Regions from separate parts of the Sus scrofa genome. Here all the other regions are linked to region 2. The links are chromatin contacts, called in public Hi-C and HiChIP or PLAC-seq maps. All regions are on one chromosome and are shown on one strand. The core of a region is the stretch at or near the end of the contact, and the rest is flanking DNA. Distances in the headings are between cores, read along the strand shown. Region 1 overlaps LOC106508846 (a long non-coding RNA gene). Region 2 overlaps AKAP7 (A-kinase anchor protein 7). Region 3 overlaps EPB41L2 (band 4.1-like protein 2).

What was found. Hi-C and Micro-C count contacts between places; a contact is called where the count stands out from the background. HiChIP or PLAC-seq counts read pairs in DNA pulled down with a chosen protein or histone mark.
Region 1: a Hi-C map of alveolar macrophages shows a contact between it and region 2, with 2.6 times the contacts expected there. The contact joins two enhancer-like sites. A contact is called at or near these places in 1 of 5 promoter capture datasets (liver), 21 of 47 Hi-C or Micro-C datasets (alveolar macrophages, brain, embryonic fibroblasts and 11 more) and 1 of 2 datasets of contacts at active chromatin or transcription factors (alveolar macrophages).
Region 3: a contact with region 2 is called in an H3K27ac HiChIP or PLAC-seq map of alveolar macrophages. The contact joins two enhancer-like sites. A contact is called at or near these places in 1 of 5 promoter capture datasets (liver), 23 of 47 Hi-C or Micro-C datasets (adipose tissue, alveolar macrophages, blood and 14 more) and 2 of 2 datasets of contacts at active chromatin or transcription factors (alveolar macrophages and skeletal muscle).

What each region holds. Positions count from the first base shown.
Region 1 is chr1:32,046,726-32,051,653 of Sscrofa11.1, forward strand. All of the region lies in intron 4 of LOC106508846 (a long non-coding RNA gene), which reads right to left. Among named protein-coding and RNA genes, the nearest start is that of ARG1, 29 kb to the left of the region's middle. Within about 2 kb of position 2,621, at least 3 of the 83 cell types and tissues checked have an H3K27ac peak or open chromatin away from gene starts, as enhancers often do. A contact at or near this core is called in alveolar macrophages, where this site is marked.
Region 2 is chr1:32,303,175-32,307,569 of Sscrofa11.1, forward strand. All of the region lies in intron 5 of AKAP7 (A-kinase anchor protein 7), which reads right to left. Among named protein-coding and RNA genes, the nearest start is that of AKAP7, 57 kb to the right of the region's middle. Within about 2 kb of position 2,612, at least 3 of the 83 cell types and tissues checked have an H3K27ac peak or open chromatin away from gene starts, as enhancers often do. A contact at or near this core is called in alveolar macrophages, where this site is marked.
Region 3 is chr1:32,583,264-32,588,028 of Sscrofa11.1, forward strand. It overlaps EPB41L2 (band 4.1-like protein 2), which reads left to right. Exons shown (of 18, transcript XM_021088293.1): 12 at 2,748-2,920. Among named protein-coding and RNA genes, the nearest start is that of SMLR1, 120 kb to the right of the region's middle. Within about 2 kb of position 1,693, at least 12 of the 83 cell types and tissues checked have an H3K27ac peak or open chromatin away from gene starts, as enhancers often do. A contact at or near this core is called in alveolar macrophages, where this site is marked.

The DNA of each region.
Region 1 (4,928 bases), core at 1,371-3,870, 260 kb before region 2:
AGGAAATGATCAGATAAATCCAGAATTGGGGGTATATTCTTCATTGTAAACCATTCTCTTGAGCAAGACAGTCCCATTAAAATGTTAGCCTGGCGAGATTAAAATGAGATTAAAGCACTAACAATCGGCCCAAGAAATAGCAACAACAACAACAACAAAAGACAAAAAGACAAAAAAAAAAAAAAAAAAACAATTTTCTACATAAAAATAAATGTTAAGAAAGCTGCTAGATGAAGGGGAGGAAACCTAATTTTCCAGTTATAGGAAGTCGTCAGGCAAAACATAGTAAACAAGGGTTTAATTATTATGTCAATTTAATACAGACAAATGAAACAGAATAAAGAACCCAGAAATCTATGGTCAATTAAACTTTGACAAAGGAGGCAAGAACATAAAATGCGGAAAAGACAGTCTTTTCAGCAAGTATTGATGGGAAACCTGGACAGCTGAATGCAAATCAATGAAACTACAACACACCCTCACACCATGCATGAAAATAAACTCGAAATGGCTTCAAGACTTAGATATAAGACAAGACGCCATCAAACTCCTGGAAGAGAACATAGCCAAAACCCTCTCTAACATCAACCTTCCAAATGTTTTCTCAGGTCAGTCTCCCAAGCAACAGAAATAAAAGCAAAAATAAACCAATGGGACCTAATCAAACTGACAAGCTTTTGCACAGCAAACGAAACCAAAAAGAAAACAAAAAGACAACTTACAGAATGGGAGAAAATGGTTTCAAATGATGCAACTGACAAGGGCTTAATCTCTAGAATATACAAGCAACGTATACAACTCAACAGCAAAAAAACCAACAACCCAATGGGCAAAAGACATGAATAGACATTTTTCCAAGGAAGATGTACAGATGGCCAATATCCCTGATATCATATTAGAGAAATGCAAATCAAAACTACCACGAGATACCACCTCACACCAGTCAGTATGGCCATCATTAATAAATAACAAATGCTGGAGGGGGTGTGGAGAAAAGGGAACCCTCCTGCACTGTTGGTGGGAATGTAAGCTGGTACAACCACTACGGAGAACAGCATGGAGGTACCTTAGAAATCTATACATAGAACTACCATATGACCCAGCAATCCCACTCTTGGGCATATATCCAGACAAAACTTTCCTTAAAAAAGACACGTGCACCCGCATGTTGATTGCAGCACTATTTACCATAGGCAAGACATGGAAACAACCCAAATGTCCACCTAAGATGATTGGATCAGGAAGATATGGTATATATACACAATGGAATACTACTCAGCCATAAAAAGAACACGATAATGCCATTTGCAGCAACATGGATGGAACTAGAGACTCTCATACTGAGTAAAGTCAAGTCAGAAAGAGAAACGCAAATACCATATGTTATCACTTATATCAGGAATCTAGCATATGGCACAAATGAACCTTTCCACAGAAAAGAAAATCCTGGACTTGGAGAATAGACTTGTGGTTGCCAAGGGGGAGGGGGAGGAGTAGGGTGGATGGGGAGCTTTGGGTTAATAGATGCAAACTATTGCCTTTGGAATGGATTAGCAATGAGATTCTGCTGTGTAGTGCTGGGAACTATGTCTAGTACTTATGATGGAGCATGATAATGTGTGAAAATAGAATGTGTACATATATGTGTAACTGGGTCACCATGCTGTACAGTAGAAAAAAAACTGTATTGGGGAAATAACAATTTTAAAAAAGATTTCACTTAATTATTATATCAATTTAAGTTGCTGCCTTCTCCACTGACAAGAGATTGTAGCAATTTCATCATCTTTCTCTTTCTGGTACAGAGAGGGAGACACCCTCACCAATGAAGATTTCCCTGATAAATGGAAATGTCCCTGACCAAAGGGTAACTTCTGTTCAGTTTTCAAAGCTTCCCTTGTGTCTGCTATTTCTTAAAAAAGACCAGCTCAAGACAATCCTTATGCCAAAGAGGCATATTTGGGGGTGCATATTCTGCTCTCCTTTATGGCCAATTAGAAAGCACATTTTTCACTGAGTTAATTATTTTCCATAACCTGTAACTGCATTATAGTACAAAGTTGTCATATCTCTGGGGATTTGTAACTACTCAGCCTAAAACTTAAGTCTCTGTTGGCTGTGTTGGCCATATCCAGCAGCCATAGCAATCCACAGCTTCACTGATGGGAAATGTGGGAGTATTAGCTGGCTAGGGCTGTCATCAAAAAAAATAGAAATCTATTCTTTCACAGTTCTAGAAGCTAGAAGTCCAAGGTGAAAGTGTCAGTAGGACTGGTTCTTTCTGAGGGCTGTGAGAGAGAATCTCTCCTCAGCTTTTGGTGGTTTATGAGCAATTCTAGGTGCTCTGGTTTTTAGAAGCATCACCGCCACCTCTGCCTTGGTTGTCACAAATTTCCCCCTTTTATAAGGACGCCAGTCCTGTTGGATTAGGGTGTACCCTAATGACCACATATTAACTTGATTACCTCTATAAAGACCCTATTGCCAAATAGGATCTCATTCTGAGGTACTGGGGGTTGAGACGTCAACATATGAACTTGGGGGATAGATAGGGTACTGTTCTACCCTTTACAGTGGGGAAGAGCTAAGTCTCTGATTGTGTGAAACCACAGTCTTGAAAAGCCTAGAGTCACAGAGTGCACAAGCCTGAGCATCAACAGGGAGGGGGGTCCCAGGGAAAGGGTGCCACCTCCCTTGCCATGGATTACGGCAACATAGCTTCTACCTCTTCACATATTGGTGTTCACATGAGATTTCCTGAAAAAAGGAAAACTGTCAGGAAGGGAAAAGGGGAGTTGTTCAATGGATACAGGGTTTCTATTTTACAAGATGAAAAGGTCTAGAGTTCTGGTGCACAGCAAAGTACCTCTGCCTATCACTACTGTACTCTACACACTTACAAATGGTTCAGACGGTAAATTTTATGTTACGTGATTTTTATCACATTTTTTGAACAAAGCACCCCAAACTATATTTGCTCAACTGATTTTTGTCTTACAGCAATATTTCCTGAAGAGGAGACTCACAGACGATGACTCATTTTCCCAACATATGCAGTTTTTAAAGGTTACACTCCACTTACTGTTAGCATATTGGCTATATTCCTGTGTTGTACAATACATCCTTGTGGCCTATCTTACACCCAATAGTTTGTAACTCCCACTTCTCCACCTCTTATGTTGCCCCTCCCCGTCTTACTGGTAATGAGTAGTTTGTTCTCTGTATGTGTACCACAATTTTTTAAAAAAAGAGAAGTCTGTCATAAACCCATGCTCCATGGAAGGACTAACCATGCCCTGTAGCCTGTGCCACACCACACAGTGACAGCTGTATTTGCACAGGAAAAACAAATGTCAGCCACATTCTGCCCCTCGCTCCATCACCACAATTTCTTCTTACCCTGAAATTCCAAGAATCTCTGAGAACTAATTCTCCTGTTTTACAAAGTTATTTTTCCTCCCTCCTGAGAATGAATCTGATTTTCTTAAGAAACGTTCCAATGCATACGTGGTTTTGGTTCAATGACAGTTATAGGCAAAGCATGAAACCTGAAAATTTCAACCTTGCTCCTTTCTATATTTTTTTTATTGTGTATGACTTTGGAAATACAAACCAAAAAATAAAGATAAAATAATACCATGATCCAAGGACTAAAATTGGAAATCAAAACACAATATATAAGCCATCCAAGAAGATGTGAAGTGCTATTGGATTGTGGTTTTATTTTACGTTTCTCTAAGGACAAATGTGACCATATTTTCATGTGCTCATTGGCCATGTAAGAATATACATTTAGAGAAAAAATGCATATTCAAATTCATTGCTTTTTTTTTTTTTTTTTGTATTTTTGCTATTTTCTTGGGCCACTGCGGTGGCATATGGAGGTTCCCAGGCTAGGGGTCTAATCGGAGCTGTGGCTGCCGGCCTACACCACAGCTCACGGCAACTCCGGATCCTTAACCCACTGAGCAAGGCCAGGGATCGAACCCGCAACCTCATGGTTCCTAGTCGGATTTGTTAACCACTGCACCACGACGGGAACTCCTGTAAGAATTCTTTATATGCCACGGATACCAAAACTTTATCAGATACATGATTTACAGGAAAGTATCCGTAGTATACAAATACTGGTTCCCAAACTTTGTTAATAAAATCTATTACACAAGGGGGCGCTAGATTACATATAATAAATTAATCTCGTAAAAGAACAGACAAATTAGCTTTAGAATATAATTTAACATAAAATAAATTGTAGCTATAGTTGAGAATTGTCAGTATTAACCAATTGAAGAGTTTTTTTCACATTCCACGTGGAATTTAATCTCTTTTTACATCTGAGATTTCAAAAGTTTCTTTGAATGAATTCTACACACACACACACACACACACACACACACACACAAACATGCATGGCAAATCAATGCACCCATCTCTCATTTGATCTGAAATAGCAATGAGGTCTAAGAGTATTTAGCTTTCTTACCTATGTAATGCATTAAGTAATTAGAAGCATTTGTCAAACTCCACTGGTGATGCAGCATGTCTTTTAAAAGGTTATTCATTTACACGGATTTTAAATTTAAACATTTAAGGGAATTACATGTTATCATGAATCATAGTTCATTCTGGCCGGGTCATTCCTCCTAACTTTACACTTTCCCATCCCACAGAGGTATTTATAGGAACTATCAAGAACAAATCAGCAAAATTTTCAGGAGAGGGAAGAAATATCCGGAAACATTTATGTCCTCATTTCAAATTTGTCCAGTAAATGTCCATAGTATAAAGATTTGAATTTATGTAGAGGAAAAAAATCAGACATCTCTAATTAAAGTCCAAGGGGGAAAATTTTCACAGTTCTAAATCTCATTCTGCAGACTGGGTATTCAATTAATACTTTTTTAAAGATAACCCAAAAGTTTACTAAG
Region 2 (4,395 bases), core at 1,362-3,861:
CACAGACATGGCTCAGATCTGGCGTTGCTGTGGCTCTGGTGTAGGCCAGCCGCTGTAGCCTGGGAACCTCCACGTACCACCGGTGTGGCCCTGAAAAGACTAAACAAATAAATAAATACATACATAAAAGACCAGGCATGTAAACACACAGGAAAATATGACCCACAATGAGGAGATATATCACTTAATCAAATGTGACCCAGAACTAACACAGATGTTAGAATTAGCAGACAAAGTCTTCAAAGTAGGTATTATAACAGTATTCTTCATGTTCAGAAAGTTGAGTTGAGACATGCAAGCTATAAAAAAAAAAAAAAAAAAAAAAAAAAGACCCAGTTAACTTACAGAGATGAAAACTGAAAGGTCTGAAAAAAATACACTGGATGGAATTAAGAACAGGTTAAACACTGCAGAACAAAAAAATTACTAAATTTGAAGACATAGCAACAAAAAACACCCAAAATAAAAGAGAGGAAAAGGAAGTAAGAAAAAAGGGCAAGGCAACTAAAGCCTCAATTCTCCACGCAAACTTTTATTTTAACAAAATGTTGTTCATAAATAATTTAAAATACTGACAAAGAATAGGAGCTGAGTAAAGGCAAAATAAAACAGGTCAATTATATTTCAAAAAGAAACAAACTCCTAGAAAAGAGATCAGATTTATGGTTACCCAGAGGTGGAGGGGAGGGGAGGCAGAGCTGGTAGAAGGCAGTCAAAAAGTACACACTTCCAATGATAAGATAAATAAGCATTAAGGATATAATGTACAACATCATAAATACAATTAACACTGCTATATGTTACATATGAAAGTTTAAAAAGTAAATCCTAAGAGTTCTCATCATGAGGAAAAAAATACATTTTTCTACTTCTTTAATTTTTATCTACATGAGACATAGATGTTCACTAAGCTTATCATGGTAATCATTTCATGATGCATGTAGTATAATCTCTAGGTGTATACCCCAAACTTATGCAGTGCTGTAAGTCAATTATATCTCAATAAAACTATCTGGAAAATTAAAAAAAAAGTCAGAAAGGGTGAGAGCATCTCTAAGGATACTTGATTTTGATGATGAGCTTAAATTTCCCACTCTATTTGGTAATTACGAGTTCTTAGGATATTTACAGAATAAATGCGGATTGGGTTGGGCCCAGAACAATTGTCTGACTGATGCCTCTTCTTCCCTGACTGTTTTATTTTCATCTATTCCAAGTAGGTTGGGAGCTTTAGAAAAAAAAAAGTTAGGCAAGTGCCCGTAATATAAATTCATGTTAAGAAGTACCAAAAAACAAGTGAATTATTTAGTTATACCACACACACAAAAAAAGAATAGATCATCAATGAGCTGCGAGGCAACTTAGGTTGTCTAATATAGGTGTAAGTAGAATCCTTGAAAAAGATTGAGAAAATACTTGGCACTAACAGCTGTTAGGGAATGAGAGCTACCACTACCACAACCACAACAGAAAATAATCTGGACAGTAACTATTAAAACTGAAGCTGCACAAGGGTTCTGAACAAGAAATTCCAATATTAGGGGAGTTCCCGTTGTGGCTCAGTGGTTAATGAATCCGACTAGGAACCATGAGGTTGTGGGTTCAATCCCTGGCCTTGCTCAGCAGGTTAAGGATCCCGCATTGCTGTGAGCTGTGGTATAGGTTGCAGATCCCGAGCTGCTGTGGCTCTGGTGTAGGCCTGTGGCTATAGCTCCGATTAGACCCCTAGCCTGGGAACCTCCATATGGCGCGGGAGCAGCCCTAGAAATGGCAAAAAGACAAAAACAAACAAACAGACAAACAAAAAATTCCAATATTAGGAAAATAAACAAAAGTACCAATACACCAGATTCTATGTAGAAGATACTTGGCGTTGTTTGAATTATCACAAACTGGAAATAACCTTCACCAATAAAGAAATGTTTGCTAAACTACCACAGGGCCATACTAGGAACTATCATAAACAAAAGCGTGGGTTAGAGCAACATACATTGACCTAAAAGGATACCCATGATATTTATTAAGCAATGATATCTGCTCCTAGAGTCTCTGTGAATTTCTGCTGCCTCATTCATGGGATGAAGGAGGGGCAAGAACTCACACTCTGCCTTGACCCCTAACTCTCGTCTTCACCCAAAGCGGGGGATCTTTTCTAGCAGCAGGGCAGGAAAGCTTATCATTATGCTTAGTCGTTGAAACCCCAAAGCACTTTCTCTATTTTTTTCTGCCATATTCTCTCTTTTCTGAGCATAAGGGTGCTACTGCTTGGAAGGGGACCAGGCATAAAAGAAGGGATACAAGAAACACGCAGATAAAAACTCAGTATCTCAAAATACAATTGTACCACATTTTCAAAATCTTACTTTGTTATTCTACTTCTGTAATATCTACCAAATGCCAGTATGCACTACATGTGATATTTTGATCCCACTTTGTAAATTTGGAGCACGTCCTAAAAACCCTTCACTGCAAGTCACTGCCACCATAGGGTTTTTCCTCTCTCTTCTATGATATAAAAAAGGTTAAGCAATAGACCATTAACATACCAAGGAAGCACTAACTCTTAGTTGTAAGTAACAGATGACAACTTTGGCTGAGTTGTGCAGGAAAGGAACTTACACAATAACACTGGGAGGGGAGTTCCCATGGTGGCTCAGTGGTTAATGAATCCGACTAGGAACCATGAGGTTGTGGGTTCAATCCCTGGCCTCGCTCAGTGGGTTAAGAGTCCGGCGTTGCCGTGAGCTGTGGTGTAGGTCACAGGCTTGGATCTGGTGTTGCTGTGGCTCTGGCGTAGGCTGGTAGCTACAGCTCCGATTCAACCCATAGCCTGGGAACCTCCATATGTCACAAGCATGGCCCTAGAAAAGACAAAAAAAGACAAAAAAAACACAACACTGGGAGGACTAGGGTTCCAGGCTGGAAGCCAAAAAGATGTGGAGAACAGGCCCAGCAATGGCACCACCTCTTCTACCTGGCATTACCAAATACATGCACATACCCAAAGGGCGAGACCCCTGCCACCTGCCTTAGACACTGATGATACAACCTACCCCCAGAAAGAATGCTGCACAGTCCTTCTTTGTTTAGGTTGCTAGCTTCTGACTTAATGTCTGGGCCAAAGCAAGATCACACAGAACCAAAAAGAAAACTCTCTGAAAGAATATATCTGACATGAGAGGTAGTGGGGAAGAATTTACATCTCAGACAAAAGGACAACAGTGTAGCATGCGCGTGTTTTAAAGACTGTACTCATAAGAATTACAAGCAGACCTCAGAGACATCAAGGGTTCATTCCAGGCCATGGGAATAAAGCAAATATCCCAATAAAGTGAGTCATACAAATGTGTGTGCATATAAAAGTTATATATACACTATACAATGGTCTATAGAGTGTGCAATAGCATTACATCTAAAAAACAATGTACTTGTTTTTTTTAAAAAATGCTAACCATCATCTGAGCCTTCAGTTGGACTAGAAATTTTTTTGCTGGTGGAGGGTCTTGTCTCAATGTTGATGGCTATTGACTGATCAGGTGGCGGCTGCTGAAGGTTGGGACGGCCTCAGCAATTTCTTAAAATAAGACAACAAGCCAAACTGACACTTTCTTTCAATGAAACATTTAGGGGCCATTGTAGGGTTATTAACTGGCCTAATTGCAACATTATCATTTCTCAAGCAATAGGGAGGACCCAGGAAAGGGCGAGAGATGGGGAATGAGCCAGTCAGTGAAGCAGTCGGGTAAGAACACAGACCTGTATTAAGGTAGCTATCATACATGGGCGTAGTGCATGGCACCCTGAAATGATTACAAGAGTAACGCCAAAGATCAATGTCCATAGATCACCATGACAAATACAATAATGAAAAAGTTTGAAATACTGTAAGAATTACCAAAATGTGACACCAAGACGCTAAGTAAGCAAATGCTGTTGGAAAAATGTCACTGATAGACTTGCCCCAACACAGTGTTGCCACAAACCTTCAATTTGTACAGAAGGGAAAAAAAAAAAAAAAACCCATAGTACTTATGAAGCACAATAAAGTGAATCGCAATAAAGGAAGCCTGCCTGTACTGTTATAACTACCTCGTCAACTTTTAGTTAACAAAAGTTACAAACAGCTTTCTTTTCTCAACTACCCTGCTGTAATCCAGCTTTGACCCTCTCTATTTTGGCATATTCTCAACTGCATCAAAATATTAAGCTGAATCATATAAAACCGTCCTTTTTATTGCTCAAAAACAGTCAAATATTGGCACCATCTGACAGTTTAACCCATACCATGATGGACTACCTTATTAAATTCCTAAGATTTGACTAAAGACAGGAAGGCATATTTTCTAAGTCTTCAATTATTTGAAGAATTATCACAGAAAAGAGCTTCAGATAGCA
Region 3 (4,765 bases), core at 443-2,942, 280 kb after region 2:
AGGTATATAAACAGTGCTCAAGGAAACCCACCATCTTGTATGGACAGTTAGTGCAGAGGGTAATAGTAGGCCTGTATCCGAAAACAATGATTTTCACAAGTAAAAGCAACAAACATGGCACAGTAATCCATTATTTTTCCTTTTGTGTTTTGGACACTGTAATTCATCAGATGGGCAAGTCATCAAAAGGATTATTGTGTCATTGTGAAAAATAGGAGGCTTTTCATGCCAATACATGACCAGGCAGCTAGGGAACTACTTGGTTAGGACTTATGTTCTCTTTTCCCCCCAGAGCAAAGCTAGGCGGTAACCGTACTGAGCTTTATTTTTCCCGCCACACCATCAGTATACCTTTTTGTTGTTGTTTTTTTCTTTTTCCTGTTTTTAAACAGACTAGACAAGATGCATAAATATTCTTCACTTTATGGTTTGACAAATGAAAATAAACCTTCTAGTGATTACATAGGAGAAAAATCAATGGGATACCAAATAACAAACTTTGTTCTGTCAGATAACAATCCATCTGGAGTAGCTCTCTTTAGAATAGAGAGATTCCAAGATTCCACAGTCATTCCAGAAAGGAGGCAGATCAGTCCTGGAGAGCACTGACAACCAAGATGCATTTGGGAGGGGCGGATATAAGAAGCAGGGACATTGCGGATGGTGTCATCAGGGGAGGGAGGCCTGTCTGAGGAAGAACCGTTTCAGTTGAGACTTGAAGGGCGAGAAGGAGGCCACCACGAGTAAGCAGGAGAGAAAGCATTCCAGGCAGCAGGAGTAGCAGATCTGAAAGTCCTAAGTTCAGGGACAGCTTGATAACATTCCAAGAATAGAAAGAAGGCAAGTGTTGTCAGAAGTCACCAGTGATGGGGAGAGGTAGGCTGGGAGGGGTCACTACGGCCCTTGCAGGCTGTGATGGAGAATGTGGGTTTTCTAGGAAACAGTTGAAGGATTGGGCAAACACATATGTGTACAGTGCTATCTTAAAAAAAAAAAAAAATCACTTCATGCCATGTCAGGAATAATTGGAGAGGATTTGAGAGGAAGCTCAAGCAGCTTGGTTAGGGATAGTCCCTGGCCTATAAGCTTGTCAGGGTTCTGCAAGGGTTGAATACCTGAAAGAAATTATTAGCCACAAACTGAAATCAATACATGTTTAATAAAAATATGCAGTGTCAACACTTGCCACCCTCATTTGGCAACTTCAAATTTGATATTCATTAAAATTTTGATATCATTACATTTGAAACCATTGCTAGGTCACATTTCCTCATTTTGCAGTAAATTTCTGAGGATGCATAATGGGGTTCTTAAAAATCATAAACATAGACTAAAGAGTTACTCAGAGCCATATAGTTTCCAAGGAAAACTTCTTAAAAATCTTTTAAAAATTGGGGGGGACCCTAGAAAATAATTACACTTAGTGTATGATGTGAGTTCATTTTAATGTTTAATATGATTTGGTCTGGGCTTTCCAAAGTATGCGTATTTAAGAGCCACAAAAGTCTTCACAGGGACCTGGGTGGTAAAATAGAGATGGAAGAAACTGGCCACATTGAAAAATCTATCCAAGGACTCCTTTCAGCTTGCTGGTCGTTGAGGAGTAAAGGAGGAGACTTCAAGCTTTCTGACTTGAGTAACTGGGTGCCAGCATGAGAGTGAGTGTATGTGGCAGAAAGTTAATATAGGGGAAGAAGGAAGTTTGGACAGGGCATGTGGGGGTGTGGATTAAGAGGTTTCTTGTAACACAATGGATAAGAGGTCTAGGTGTTGCCCAAGGTCAGTGATGGGGGATCACACACGTTCCCTGCCCTCTAAGAACTTGCAGCCTGAAGGTCTTTGTTTCCTAGGCTTCCCTAGGGGCATAGAACCGGAGCACAGCACACTACGTCAGGAAGTGCTTTTTATACAGGTGAAGTGACCTCAGTGGTTGTCTCAGCATCGGCGGGGGATGGGTGGGGGGGACACTACAGATGGACAGAGGCTTCTGCCGGTTGCTGCCACTTCGCCTTGTTGAGATTTAAAGCCATCTTAGGCTGATCTGCTGTATGACAGAAATATCTACACAGTCTGTGTTCCTGCCCATCTCTAGGAGAGATGGGAGCGCATAAGGGTGAGATTTGCTGAGGCAGAGCATTTCCATGTATTAGACCTACTGTAGGTCAAGTTGAGGCGTTCAGGAGGAAGGTTAGGAGGATGGAAAATATTAAACAGAGAGGTTTAAACACAGAAGTAAAATCCGTCCTTACTGTCTTGTTGCAGTTTTAACTGGTGTTCTAATTAAAGGTTCCTTTATGGAGGCAATCATAAAACTTATTGAAGCAAATCATTTTAATAACTAGTTTTTTGTTGCTATAGAGAGATTCAGAAATAAGTTCAGGCAAGATTAAGGAGACCCTGGGGAATTAAAATACTGCTTTACTTTGTAATTCTGACATAGTGCTGACCCTGATGTTTCACCTGGTCTTAGAGCTCCTCCTACTGGCCAGTTCCATAATGCGTGTATATCCTTGAACAATCTCTGATTGGAGAGCTGTGATTTAATGGGTCACAATTCAGAATACTTTCCGAGTTTATTTTAACAGTGGTTTGTTTGAGATGTTATTTTCATAATCAAATAAGGTTTCTGTTTCTATTAATTGTCTACATGCTGCCTATTTATCTGTGAAGGGGGTGGAGGGGAGACGTTTCATAAAATGCTGTTGTTTAAATGTTCTAAAGTCATCCAAATGGTCATTCCTTACTAGCTCCAGTTGGTGTTGTGGACCAAAGTCTTATGAAAGATTTTGCTGGCCCTGCTGGAGAGGTGTCAGCATATGGCCCGGGAGTTGTCAGTCCTGCCGTGGTACAAGATGGTGACGGCAGAAGGGATGTCAGAAGCCTGGCTAAAGCTCCACCAGTGCAGTACATTGAAGGAAAGGTATGGCAAATTAGTCGAATAAATGGTTTTAAATATGTCCTCGGACTAGAGGCTGTCTATTGCACATGTCGCGTCAGAACTCAAATATCATTTAAAACGAGTCACTGTCTGTTCTCTGTTGATATAATCATATCAGTTTTCCACTTTTCAAATATGTGTAGGCTCTTCCTGGTTTGAACTGGGTCTCTAACGTTTTTCTGATTGATGTTTATAAAGCAAAATATTTCATCACAAACTATCTAAATGCAAGTAAGTAGTTTACTGGTCTTTTGTCTGTCTTTATAATCATCCTCTTTAATTATTCCCCCAAATTATAAGAGCTCTGATGATTGGAGATTCATATTTGGTTTGTTTCAAGTAAATTTTAATGTGTAGCTGTACTTAATTATTTTATTATATTGACTTGAAATTTTTGAAATGAGGAAAGATGGTCTTTATGAAAACTACGCTATAATTGAAGAAGAAATTCTTAAGCAAAAAGTAACTTTTTGTGAATGACGAGTGAGAAGATGGTGTGTTGCGGTTGGCCTTATTTGGTGCGTATACCATAGTAAACGGAGGCATAACATTTATTGTGTTTTCAAATTTGTCACTATTTTTTTATGTTACCCTGGGTAAGTACAGTCGCCTAGAAGTTGATTTGAAGTGGCCTTAAGTTCTTCAGATCTCTTTTCCATGCTACACAAAGCAGCTTGCAAATGGGCAGCACTGGAAGTAAATATGAAGAAAAAAATGAAATCCTATGGATTTATGTTTTCAAAACTTTAACTTTGAAAAACTTAAAGACATGCAGCATGAATTTTTTTTTTTTTTTTTTTTTTTTTTTTTTTTTTTTTTTTTTTTTATCAGCATGAATTTATAAAGAACCTGCTGGCTGAGGTGGCTGCCAGTGTGTCAGAAATTCCTGCGCTTGCCAGCCTGTCACCCCAGCAGAGAGAAGGGCTCCAGTGCCGCAGGGGCCCTGTCTTATGCTGGACAGGTGCTTTGGGTGGCGGGTGCCATCAAATCCTTTTCATTCCTTTGTTAAAGAATGTGTGAGGCTTCTATTCTACAAAGTACTTGGTTAAAAATTAGTTTAAAATAACAGAAATCGCGGCAAAGAAGGTATTCTTTAAATGGCTACAAAGGTGTCAGAGTAGCTTATGATTATGCTCCCGAAGCATCCAGGAGAGTGACCACTTCCATTGGAAATAGCATCTCAGAAAGCCTCTCTATTTCGTCCTGCCTGGTTCGTTGGATACAAAAGAAAAGTTCGTTAAACTCCAAAGGAAAGTCTCCGTCTTTGGCCTTCTTGCTAATGCTCTCAGTGTTTGTCAGCAACCAGGTTCAAAAGTAATAACGCTATTTCAATTTTATAGGATCTGTTTGCAGCCAGTTGGGACATAATAATTAAATCAGTCTATACCTATACATTGTATCTCATAAAAGTAGTCCAGTTGTCCTCTGTTAAAAAATGGGTCGTGTGATTCATTTTCTAATGACACTATGTTAATATGATCCCTACTTCGAAGTACAAGTTTGCACTAATTACCTACTTCTTCTTCTCTCCTTTTTCTCTCGTGCCTTTGGTGCTCCTTTGAATGTATCCACTGTGTTATTTCACATGCAACCACGGGTTTGCTTTGGAGAATAGTCTATTTCCATGTGCCCACCTTCACCACTCATCTGCTGTGCTTCATCTCTTTCCCCAAACCTGCTGCCAGTCCCTGAAGTGGACCTGCTTTCAGACATTTCAGAAGAAGACCCCTTTGGGGAGGCCGATCAGATCCCACTAGATGGCCTAGAGCTCCTTCCCCCCAGGGAACCATCAGAGCAGGCGGCCTGTGATCCTGTCTCAGATCCTGT